Linked DNA regions of Mus musculus: region 1 is linked to region 2. The links are chromatin contacts, called in public HiChIP or PLAC-seq maps. All regions are on one chromosome and are shown on one strand. The core of a region is the stretch at or near the end of the contact, and the rest is flanking DNA. Distances in the headings are between cores, read along the strand shown.

Region 1 (5,503 bases), core at 2,278-4,777, 920 kb before region 2:
AACAGGCTAAGTTCCTACCTCACTTTGCTGTGTGACCTTGAGCTGTGAGGGACCCTCTCTGAGCCGATTTCCCTCCTGCATTCTGCAGATAAATAAACTTCATTCTGGAATTATAAGGTCAGAAGAAGAGCATCAATTGAAGTGGCTGCCCAGTGATGGTGGATTAGTGTTTGGATGCCAGTCAGCCTCAGGAGATCGGCTGACACTGAGAAGAGCCTAATCAGCATCTTCCAGGCTCTGGGCCAGGCCATCCACTCTCCAGTCCTTTGCAGATGTCCACTATTTATTAACAGATCCAAAAGCTCATTTTTTGCAGGGAATTCTAGTCTTCACCCCACACTCCTCTCTGCTGCTGAGGACCTGGGGCGCTGGTGGGAAAGGATACCTCTGTCACTTAAATATATACTTGATTTTTCTTTCTTTCTTTCTTTCTTTCTTTCTTTCTTTTTTTTTTTTTTAAGAAAGGGTCTTATTATGTAACTCTGACTGGTCTGGAATTCTCTGTGTAGAGCAGGCTGGTCCTGAATCCACAGATAATCCACCTGACTCTGCCTCCTGAGTGCTGAAATGAAAGGCGTGCACCACCTCACCTGGCTTAAGCTCCGCTCACTCTTTATAATGGATTTTACTAATTCTCCCTGTGTGGCTCAAGTGCCCTTGAATCTCTAGATTGGAAAGATCTTCCCACCCTGACCCCCTGAGTGCCTGTGACTGTAAGCATTTATAGGATGTGAGGTTGAATATTTTGGAAGGGTAAGGCTTTGCAAAGCCCCTGGCCTTGGCCTCTCCAATTCTTAACCTACGAGGAAAACTCAGTTTAGTCATCATAAAACGGGAAAGCATTATGTTCCCCCTTCCAGCAACCATCTTGATCCTTGATAGATAACAGATGCTCAGTAAGTGTTTGTTGAATGACTATTGAGTAGCAGAAGGCTTTACAAAAGTGAACGTCGTTGTTAATGGGTCCCTTAGGAAAGTCAGGAGACAGAAAACTCTACATCTGGTATGAGAATGTGCCAACCTCTCTATCCTCAGTCAGTGCCAGTGTCAGGCCTGGTTATGCTGAAGGTTAGCTTTCAGCTTCTCTACTGTGCTGTAAAGAGTGGGCAGTACACTCATGGGCACAGGCAGACCGAGGTCGGGGGATCTAGTGTGGGCCACATCCTGTCACTGAATTTGCAGGCACCAGCCTTGAATGGGCCTCATTTTCCCATCTGTACAGCGAGAGGCTCACGTGCTCTCTGTGGTCCTTCCCTGTTCTGACACATTCCAGGATTTGCAATGAGTAATTTCACAAACTGTTCGTGAGTAGGGGAAGAAAAAACACTCCTGCTGCTTCCCAAACCACCAGAGTCTGCAGAATACCTTCTAGTCCCTCTGCTTTCATCCTCATGAGAACTGGAGACGGCCGAGGCGAGATCTAGGTGCCTTTTTTTATTGATTTATTTATTTTTACACAAAACTGAACTGAAAAGCATCCTTGGGAGCTGCAACTTGCTTGTTTTATAACAGGATCTCATGTTATAGGATCTTGGCTGCCTATATAGCCAAGGATGACCGAGCACTCTCCTGTCTTCCTGTATCTACCTGCTGGGGTTACAGGTGTTACCCCATACCCAGCTGTAGCAATTGTAATATTTGGCTCTACTCCACATTTTTATTGAAAAGGTATACCAATTTGTTTTCAAAGATCAACACATTATCTGGGATGGGCATAAGTGTTCCTTGTGTTCCTTTGTTTAAATGTTTATTTATTTTTTTATTCTTGCTGTATTATACATAGTCCAGGCCATCCTGGGACTTAAGCTCTTCCAGTCTTGACAAAAAGATTCTAAACTGGAGGTCAAGTAGTGGCCCAAACATGTAACCCTAGCACTCAGGAGGCGGATGCAGGAAGGTAACATTGATTCAGTTTGAGCTACTACATAGCAAGATACTATCGCTTTAAAGAAAAAGGGGGGGGGGCGGAGCAAACCAGACATTGTGGCCCCACCCATTCAACTCCAGCACTGGAGGCTGGAGCAGGCAGATTTAATGATGTTCCAGGGCAACCAGAGCCAGATGAGACCCTGTCTCTAAACACAAACTAAAAACCCACCCCTCCCAATCAAAACAAACCAAAAAAAAAACAAGAAGGGGAGAGGGCGGCCTGGCTGGGGATTGATTCTAAATTGGCCAAACCGGGGTGGTTCAAAGTTAACCCGTGCCTTGGTGTTTCTGGGCCCTGGAACATCACAGCCCCCTTATTGCGTCCTTGCTCACCTCTGCCCTCAGCCTCCAATTCTCTCATACCCAGAAAGGGCCTGAGAAGCAGCCCCTGCTAAGCCAGCTCAGAGTAATGTGGTCAGAGTTGGGGCCAAGATTAAGTAGCATGAAGCATGGAGAAAGTAACCCGGCTTGAGAGCTCCCTGTAGCTTACACTGGACCTGGGGACTTGAATATTGTCAGCTACTTACTCTCTTCTTGTGGTCATCTCCCCCACCCCCAAGGACAGGAAGTTTGTGGGTCTTGTTAAACCTTTCATGTTTCTATTCCCAGTATTGGCAAGATGCCTAGTAGAGAGGACCACAATGCTGATCAGACGGGCTGACCCCAGCAATCAGAAATGCTGATGGAGGACCTCTGGATTAAAGGCACCACCATACGCACCCTCCTCGCCCCTGCACCTCCCTATGAGAGGAGATACTTTAATGGACCAATCTCTTCACATTGCAAACATCTGCTGCTTCTGTGTTTCCTTTTTTTCCTTTTCACTAAGTCATGAGTCAAGGTCTGGACTGAGGATGGGACAGTGAACGCTCTCAGGCGTTTTTTTTTTTTTGAGATCAGGGTCTCACTGTGTAGTTCTGGATGACCTGAACTGGGAAGATCCGCCTGCCTCTGCCTCCCAAGTGCTGGGATTAAAGGCAGGCGCCATTGTGGAGTGACCAAATGAATGAACGCTAACTGGGCTCTGGCTACGAAAGAAATTTCAGTAAAAAGACACTGAGATCAAAGCCACACATCCCTTACTCATTTCCTGGCTCCCCTCTTGGGCTTGGCTTCTGGGTGACAGGATAGGGAAGAAAGCATGATGTGAACTAATGGAATAAATGGATCTTAAGACCGGAGATGTGGCTGAAGCGAGCTTTGGAGGTGAGCCTGAAGAGGCAGTCTCTGGGCTGTAAACTGAGGGGGTGGAGACCACAGGTTGAGAGTTTAGGGGGTCATGTGGAGACTGCGGGACGTGCAGAACCGAGTACGAAGTTTGTTCGCTTCGCCAGACCCGCCACCCATCGAGTGGGCGGTGAAGGGGCGGGGCCCATTGCCCACGCCTCCTGCAGGGCACGGCGAGAGGCAGAGGGGAGAAGGCGCCCGGCACCGCCCGGACAAAGCCTGCGCGCGCCCCGCCCCGGGATTGGCCACCCCGCCCCTGGTCCCACCCTCCGTCTCCTGCCCCGCACGCCGCAACCAATGCTCGCCATCGGAGCCTCCGTCGTCACAGCCGCCCCGGCCAATGGAGGAGGCGTTCGGCGGCGCGTGGCTCTTTCGCGGCAAAAAGGATTTGGCGCGTAAAAGTGGCCCGGACTTTGCAGGCAGCGGCGGCCGGGGCGGAGCGGGATCGAGCCCTCGCCGCGGCCTGCCAGTCATGGGCCCGCGCCGCCGCCGCCGCCTGCCTCCCGGGCCACGCGGGCCGTGAGCGCCATGGCCGTAGCCCCCGCGGGCGGCCAGCACGCGCCAGCGCTGGAGGCCCTGCTCGGGGCGGGCGCGTTGCGGCTGCTCGACTCCTCGCAGATCGTCATCATCTCCACCGCGCCCGATGTCGGCGCCCCGCAGCTCCCCGCCGCGCCGCCCACTGGCCCTCGCGATTCTGACGTGCTGCTCTTCGCCACGCCGCAGGCGCCCCGACCCGCGCCTAGTGCACCGCGCCCGGCTCTCGGCCGCCCGCCGGTACGGACCCTAGGCGCGGGCGGGGGAGGGGACGGGCTGCTGCGCTGGGCGGCGCGGAGCCTGGGCTGGGCCTCGGGGCTCCGCCCCGGGGCGCGCATTGACTGACTGCCTTGCCTGTCTGTTTGCTGAGCCTCGCTCCGGGCCTCGGCGTCTTCACCGGAGCGTCGGAACCATTAATGATTGTGTCTCACGTGTATCCAGCTGGTGCTTGCTTAGTGCACGCTCAGGCTTTGGCACCAAATTCCCAATTCTGGTGTGAGCTGGGTGTTGTCACGTGCCCATCTGCCAGAGGGAGGAACTGAGGCCCAGAGATGGGGAAGTGCTTCACGCAGCTGCAGATGGTGGGGCTGATATTTGAACTGATGTCTGCTGGCTTGCTGCAGAACCTATGGCTAGGGAGTGCGCACAGTTGCTTGTTGGAGGTGAGAGAGGGTGACTGTTAGAGACATCTTCGGGAGATCCTCCTTAGTAGCTCTGCCAGGTGCAGGCCTGGCCTTCCAGGCCTCTGGGGATAGGCCTCTTGATTGGGAGGCCTTCTCTGCAGGGGCGGGGTGCTGGGCCAGCTGCTGCAACCCTTCCTTTGCCTGTTCTTCCATCTGCCACCCTTCCAGCTCCTGGTTGCCATGGAACTTTATTAATCAGGCGGACAGACCTCTGAGCCTCTGGAAGACTGGGTGGGCTGGGCCCCTGAGAAGGGGCCTCCAGTTCCTGGAGAGAGAAGACGTGGGAGGGAGATCCCTGGATAAAAGTCTCTTCCTGATTCTAAGCAAGTAGCTCAAGACCACTTTAGGCAGGGGGCCTAGAAAAGGCAGCTGGGTACGAGGAGAGTGGAACTTGGATCTAAGCAGGGGCCAGCTCCGTGAGTGGGCCACTATCTTCATTGTAGGGGTGGAGTGGACAGGAGGGGCGAGGGCAAGGCCCAGTATCAGAGAAGAAGCTGTTCAACTCCTGATGGGGGTGTGGGTGGCAGCTGGTCCCTGAGGCATCTTAGAGTAGGCCCCTTACTCCCCTTGGCACAGCGCCCAGTGCTGCCTTCCTTCCGGAATCACCAAGATGCTAATAATAATAACAATAGCAACCACCATTGTTTTGAGGATGTTTTGTGTGCCAGGCTCTGTGCTAAGCACTTTACTCACTTAACCTTGTGGGCAGCCGTACACTTTGTCATCCTTTCATAGATGAGGCTGAGGCCCACAACTGATAGAACTTCTTAAGCATTCAGTGACTGAGCGGGATTTCCTGGCTGTTAAAGGCCTTTCCTCCCAGCGAGGACGGCCAGTATTTGGTGGGTCAGCCGGCTTGCCTTGCATTAACTCCAGGGGCCTGTACCTGTAGGGAGGAGCTTGGGCCCTGGGCAGGTATTCTACATGTAACCAAACATTCCATTCGCTCTAGTTGAGTTAGTGAGTCCCTTTGTGCCCTAGGTGCAGAGGTAGTTAGGGAACCCCTGCCCCCATAGTACTTAAGGACCAGCAAACATTTTCTGTGGGAGAGGTTGACACCATCCCGGAGCCAAAGGCCAGGAATGCAAATCTGGATTTTGGCCTCTACCAACTTTGCTCTGGAATTTTGG
Region 2 (5,569 bases), core at 2,050-4,549:
CGGCTTACAGGGGGCTTTTTACTCAACTCTGAGTGAGCAATCAGTTCACTAATCTAAAATTATCCTGGATCCCATGTGACCCTTCTTGCCACTGGTGGGATCTCAGCTAGGAGAGAGCCTCAGGAAACTAACTCAACACAGCAGCCAATGTACCTGTGTCAGCCAGAGACAGACATACCTGAATATCTGCCCTGGGCATCTGTCCTTCTGCAGAGCAATCCATCCTGAGATGGCGGAAAATGTTAAAGTGTAAATGTCCCCTATTCAAAGCTAGTCACAACAATGGAAGTGCCTAGATCTCCCAGAGCCTCCGTCCTACAACCTATAAAGGGGTCCCTGAGACACGCGCGTGCGCACACAGTCACACTTCGCAAAAGACATGAGCAACATTTAGACATGGCCTGAGGAAGGAAATGGAGGGAGATTAGTAGGTTGAGGTAGAAACAGGCCAGGCCAGAACAGGCCAGACCACCCAACAGAATACAGCTGAGGCCAGGCCTGGTGATGCATGCCACTACCTGGGGGTAAAGAACACCTTTATGCAACACAGAAGGCCCTATTTCTTATGGAAAAAAGAAAGAGGAGGAAAAAAAAAAAAAAACAGGAAACCAGATTTAGCAAGCGCTATCTTGGAAATGGTATCCAGAACTAGAGGTGGCGCCGACATGGAAGTTGGTTTGGGACAAAGGAATGCCAAAGGACACTTCCCTGGATGGCGTACTTGTCCAAATGTCCACTGTAATCGGGTGCCTTGGGCTGTGATAATGAAGGGTGACAGGAGTCTCTGGGTCAGAGGCACCACATGGCTGGAGGAAGGGCAAGCAGGGAAGCAGCCTCGCCAGCCCCACCTCCCTTCCTCCTCCCTCAGCCCCCTGCAGCTCCAAGATCCTCTTCTCCCCTCCCCCAACCTTTGTAGGGGTAAGAGTTGGGCCTATGGCTTTAAGAAGGATGTGGCTGGCCCCAGCAGCCTCACCAGCCCCTTTGTCTCAGCTCTCCCCACCCCAACAGGAAAGGTGAAGGATTTTGCTTAGCTTGTCAATTACACCTTTAGCAATCCTCAAACATAGAGGGGGAAGGAGGAAAAAAAAAGTGGCCCAAAACCATAAACAACACAGCCCTTTTCCAACAGGGAACAAAGGGGTCGGTGATGGAGTGGAGATGGCCCTGCAGGTAAAGACACTTGCAGCCAAGGCTGGTGTCCTTAGTTTGATCTCCAGACCCACATGGTAGAGTATGTTGCCTGCCACACGTTTTCCTCTGACCTTCACAGTGATGGCCTGTTCGTGCACACACGTACAGAATAAAATATAAATTTTTTTTAAAAAGGAAACAAAGACAGCCCTTCCTGCCAACTCCCCAGCCACAGACAATGATGGTTCAGAAATGCCTCCATAGCTGAGAATGAAACACAGTACCTCGGGGAGGCAGGAAAAGGAGGGGCTGGCAGGGGTGACTTTCCATTCCGCTCGGCCCAGCGTACCTCAACATTCGCATACTGAGGCCTACTCCAGGTGCTGTGCCATTGAGTGCTTATCCCACCTTGAAGATGGGGGGGTTGAAGACCCCACAAGCTGGCTTCCTCCCTAATCTTAGTGAACTGTTTCTATTGCACATGGCCTTCTATAGCAACTAAAGCACATGGATAGAACTGTAATTGCTTTTGCAATAGTAGGACTTAAGCACAAATCCAAGACAGTGCTTGCCCGAGATGGGCAGTCTGCTTCCAACCATGTGCCGGGAGGTAATGAGGCCAACCACACAATAAAGATGGTGCTTGGTGTATTACCAACCTTACGGAAGTTTACCTTGAAGCTGGGAGGTGTAATGCAGTGGTGGTGGGTAGCTTACCTGAAAGAAGGCCCTGGATTTGGTCCCAAGGCACTATGGATGGGGGAGGGGAGATCCCGCGTCTGGAAAGGTATATACCTGAGGTTTCCAAGGTCTGGCACAAGCCTCAGCGGGCCTGGTGGACAGAGGAAGGTCGGTGAGTGTCACCAGCCCAAAGCCCACAACATCCACAAGTCCGGAAGCACTCTACTGAGGCCTTAATTCATTTTAATTCATATGCTTCCGAGTGCAAAGCAGAAATCACAGGGAATCACAGGCAGAGGCATGGAGATCACAGGACTGCCGCTGCCACAGGTGAGACTGGAGCAAGAAACTCTTCCCCTCCGTGCAGTCCAACCTTGGGAACGCAGTAAGTAGGTCTCCGCTTTGATTGCAACCTCTAGCCTGGACGGATTCCACAGGTATCCCTAAGCAATCCCTGAAGCACGGACGATTAACCGCTAGGAAGTGGAGGCAGAGGGTCATTTTATAATTAAGGACTCAGTGTATGGACTAGGTAGTGGGGCCACCTCACCCCGGAAGAAGGCTAAGAATGGAAAGTGAGCCCCTAGGGCAGCCGGCAAGGTGAGGAACCGCCCCCCGCTGGCTCCTCCCCGGCCAGGTGTGCTCAGCCAGCCCCTCCCAGCAGCCGGCAACGCTGCAGCACAAGAGGCTCCGCTCCGGAGGACCCCGGGGACAACGCCCATCTAGCATCCCCACTTGCCGGTACCCAGAGCGCCATCCCAACCTGGGAGTGCGAGGTTCCAAGTCAGAACGGATCCACAACCACTACTACATTGACAAAACAACTTCTGCCTCTACATCCCAGCCTTTCCTCCCCGAGGAGGCTCTGGGTAAGAACTGGGCTAGGTAAGGACTTTGGGTCCCGGGGACAGCCACCGCTCGGGCCCCACTCCGCTCCCAAGTGTTCTCAACTCTACACTCCAGAAAAGTTGCTGCAGGTCTCCTTCCCTCAACTCTTCAGAGTGGCGGAGTGCAGCGGGGACTTCGCTTCCTCTGTCCCCGTGCCCAGTCCCGTGTCCCCGTCCCGCTAAGCGCCACGCGCCCCGTTCTCCCCAACCCCGGCAAACATCCAGGCGCCACCAGGGGACCTGTCGTCCCGGAACCCACACAGCCCCAACCACCAGGTCCCAGCCCACGAGGGGCGCGTGGCGCTCACCTGTCGTGAGGCTGGCTGTAGCGCGGCGCCGCGATCGCGCCGCGGGTCCTGGCCGGCGGGCGGCGCGGAGTGTCGGGTTCGCGAATCTCCGGCGCCGATCGCTGCGCTACGTTTACTTGGGCCGCTTAACCCCGGCGCTGCCGGACTGGAGCGCCCGTGCGCTCGCCCGCGCGCCAGTGGGCCACCCGGGCTAGTCCGCGGCGCTCAGGCGAGAGCGTCCACGCGGGCTGCGGCTGCGAGACGAGGGGCGGCGACGAGGACGCTACGGGCCGGGCGCGCACGGGAGTGGGTGGGGAGGGGGCGGCGCCGCTGCCCTTGTAGCCCGGGCCCGGCCCTGGCCCCGCCCCCGCCCGGGGGGCGCCCCCGCCGCAGCCACTCACCGGCCGGCCGGGCCTAGGGGACGGGCGAGGGAGATTTGAAATCCCTCCCGAGCTTCCTCGCCCTGCCTCCTCGGGAGCCTCCCCTGGGCCCCCTATGCCTTGCGGGTCACCCTCCTAGATGACCAGAGCCCACGGATAGCTCCCAGCCCTCTCCACCTGAGACACCCCCTTTCCTGTCCCCCAATCCAGATCAGATGCACACACGCACATACAAGCACATTCACAGGTCTGGATGAGCGGCCCAGAGAGGGAAGAGCTCCTGCTGGAGTCACACAGCAACCCTGCATTGGCTTTTCGACCATCCCTCCGCTGCAAAGCTGTCCAGGGCGCTGTAGTGGCCCTATGGGTCACCCGCTGGGGACCCCCGTTCTGCTTCCTGCTTTCACCTAGCTTGGCCTTTGTCAGCCATCTTGAGGGGAGAGGAGGCCTTGGAGGAAGAAAAAGCATACATGTTCCCCCAACTACCTGGGTTCCTCGTGCCAGCTGGGGAGGAGCCCTACCCTGCAGCTTAGGGCTGCCTCGGCCAAAAGGCCCACGCTGAACCACTGGAGAAACACAAATACTTATGATAGGCACCTGGCGTTCATGTTTATTTGTTTTCCTGCTTGTCTGTCTCCATACATTAGATGGTGATCACTAAAGTAGACACTAAATAAATATATGTTAAAGGGATAAACAAATCGAATGATTGCAAAGGCTCGGCTCGATACAAGGCCTAGCACGTGCAGGCTCAGCTTTCACGGATCTTTTATTTTGTTGGCTCCCTGACTTCACTCCAACCTCTTCTGCTTTGCTGCTCCTCCTACACACCAAGCATTGTCCTTCTAAGGAAAGCTTTGGCCTCTTTCCTCCTTTCAGACTTTGTTTCCCCAGATCTGTCACAAGAAGAGGCTTTCTTATCACCAAACAGAACAGTCTTCAAATCCTATAACACTGAAACCCATCTGAGATTGTTTTGTATAGTCTTGTCTGCATCTCCTAGCGGGGCAGAGGTGGCTTCCATCTTCCATCTAGATGGAAACTGGAAGCCACATCTCTCTAGGAGCACAGGTCCACAGGGAGGCTAGCATCAAAAGGAATTAACTCAATACAAGTTGGTTGAATGAATGAATGAATGAATCTCCACAGGTCTCTTGCCTCTGGGGTTCTAACTCCTGTTAAACACAGCTTTCCTCCTGCCCTTCTTCCTGGTTAGTGAGTAAATGGGCAAATGGCGACTATTTGGGGAACTTCAAGTCTTAACACTTCCTGGGCCCTTTTCTACTTAAAAAAGAGTAGACTGGTCAAAAGACAAAAGGAGAGAAAGCCCAGCCCGGCCTGGACCTGGCCCCCTAGGGAAGAGGAACCGCAGGAATGTCTTGACTGCCAGGGCTCTGAAGTGTGTCCGGAAGTTGGTGCAAAAGAGGATGCCTTAAAAGAGTCTGGATGAGCAGGTGGTCTTGGTCTGTCGCTTGGGAATGACTCTAACTGTCAAGAGAATCAAAGCATGGTGGATCCTACCTAGAATCCCAGCACTTGGGAGTTTAAGGAATTTAAGGCCAACCTCAGTGACAGAGCAAGTTCCACACCAGACTGGACTGTGGCTGTGTGAGACACTGTCTAAAATCCCCCTTCTCCACACCCAGAAGGAAAAGTTAAGGAAAATGGGAGTAAGAAAACTACAGACAGAACTGGACAGATGGCTCAGTGGTTAAGAGCACTGGCATATCTTCCAGAGGAACGGGGGTCAATTTCCAGCACCCACATGGCAGCTCACAACTATAGGTAACTCCAATTCCAGAGCCCAGACACCCTCTTCTGACTTCCACAAGAAGCTAAATACCCATACATACAAAATAATAAACTTATTTTTAAAAAGAAAGAAAGAGAACTACCTCCAGGGAGGTATGGTGATGCATACCTTTAAATTCCAGCACTTCAGAGGCAGACTGGATGATCTCTGGCCAGTCTGGTCTCCGTTACAAGTCAGGTCAGCCAGGGTCATGCAATGAGACCTTGTTGAAAGAAAGAAAATAATCTCCAGAGAGCACAAAACTTTACAGTTTGAAAAGCCATTGGCCATATTGGTCAACTCACTTGAGCCACAAGACTGCCCGTAAAAAGACAGAGCAAAGAGCATCAGCCTGAGTTTGGGAAGAGTGGAGCGAAACCTGGTTGGAAGAGGGAGGCATTTATTTTATTT

What was found. HiChIP or PLAC-seq counts read pairs in DNA pulled down with a chosen protein or histone mark.
Region 1: a contact with region 2 is called in an HNF4G HiChIP or PLAC-seq map of pancreatic cancer cells. The contact joins the promoter of E2f1 here to the promoter of Dnmt3b in region 2. A contact is called at or near these places in 4 of 39 promoter capture datasets (hippocampal neurons, liver, pre-B cells and 1 more), 3 of 115 datasets of contacts at active chromatin or transcription factors (embryonic hindbrain, embryonic stem cells and pancreatic cancer cells) and 1 of 9 other capture datasets (macrophages).

Annotation. Positions count from the first base shown.
Region 1 is chr2:154,567,916-154,573,418 of GRCm38.p6, reverse strand. E2f1 (E2F transcription factor 1) reads left to right here and starts at 3,527. Exons shown (of 7, transcript NM_007891.5): 1 at 3,527-3,930. The coding sequence starts at 3,685.
Region 2 is chr2:153,647,179-153,652,747 of GRCm38.p6, reverse strand. It overlaps Dnmt3b (DNA methyltransferase 3B), which reads right to left and starts at 3,299. Exons shown (of 23, transcript NM_001271744.1): 1 at 3,008-3,299.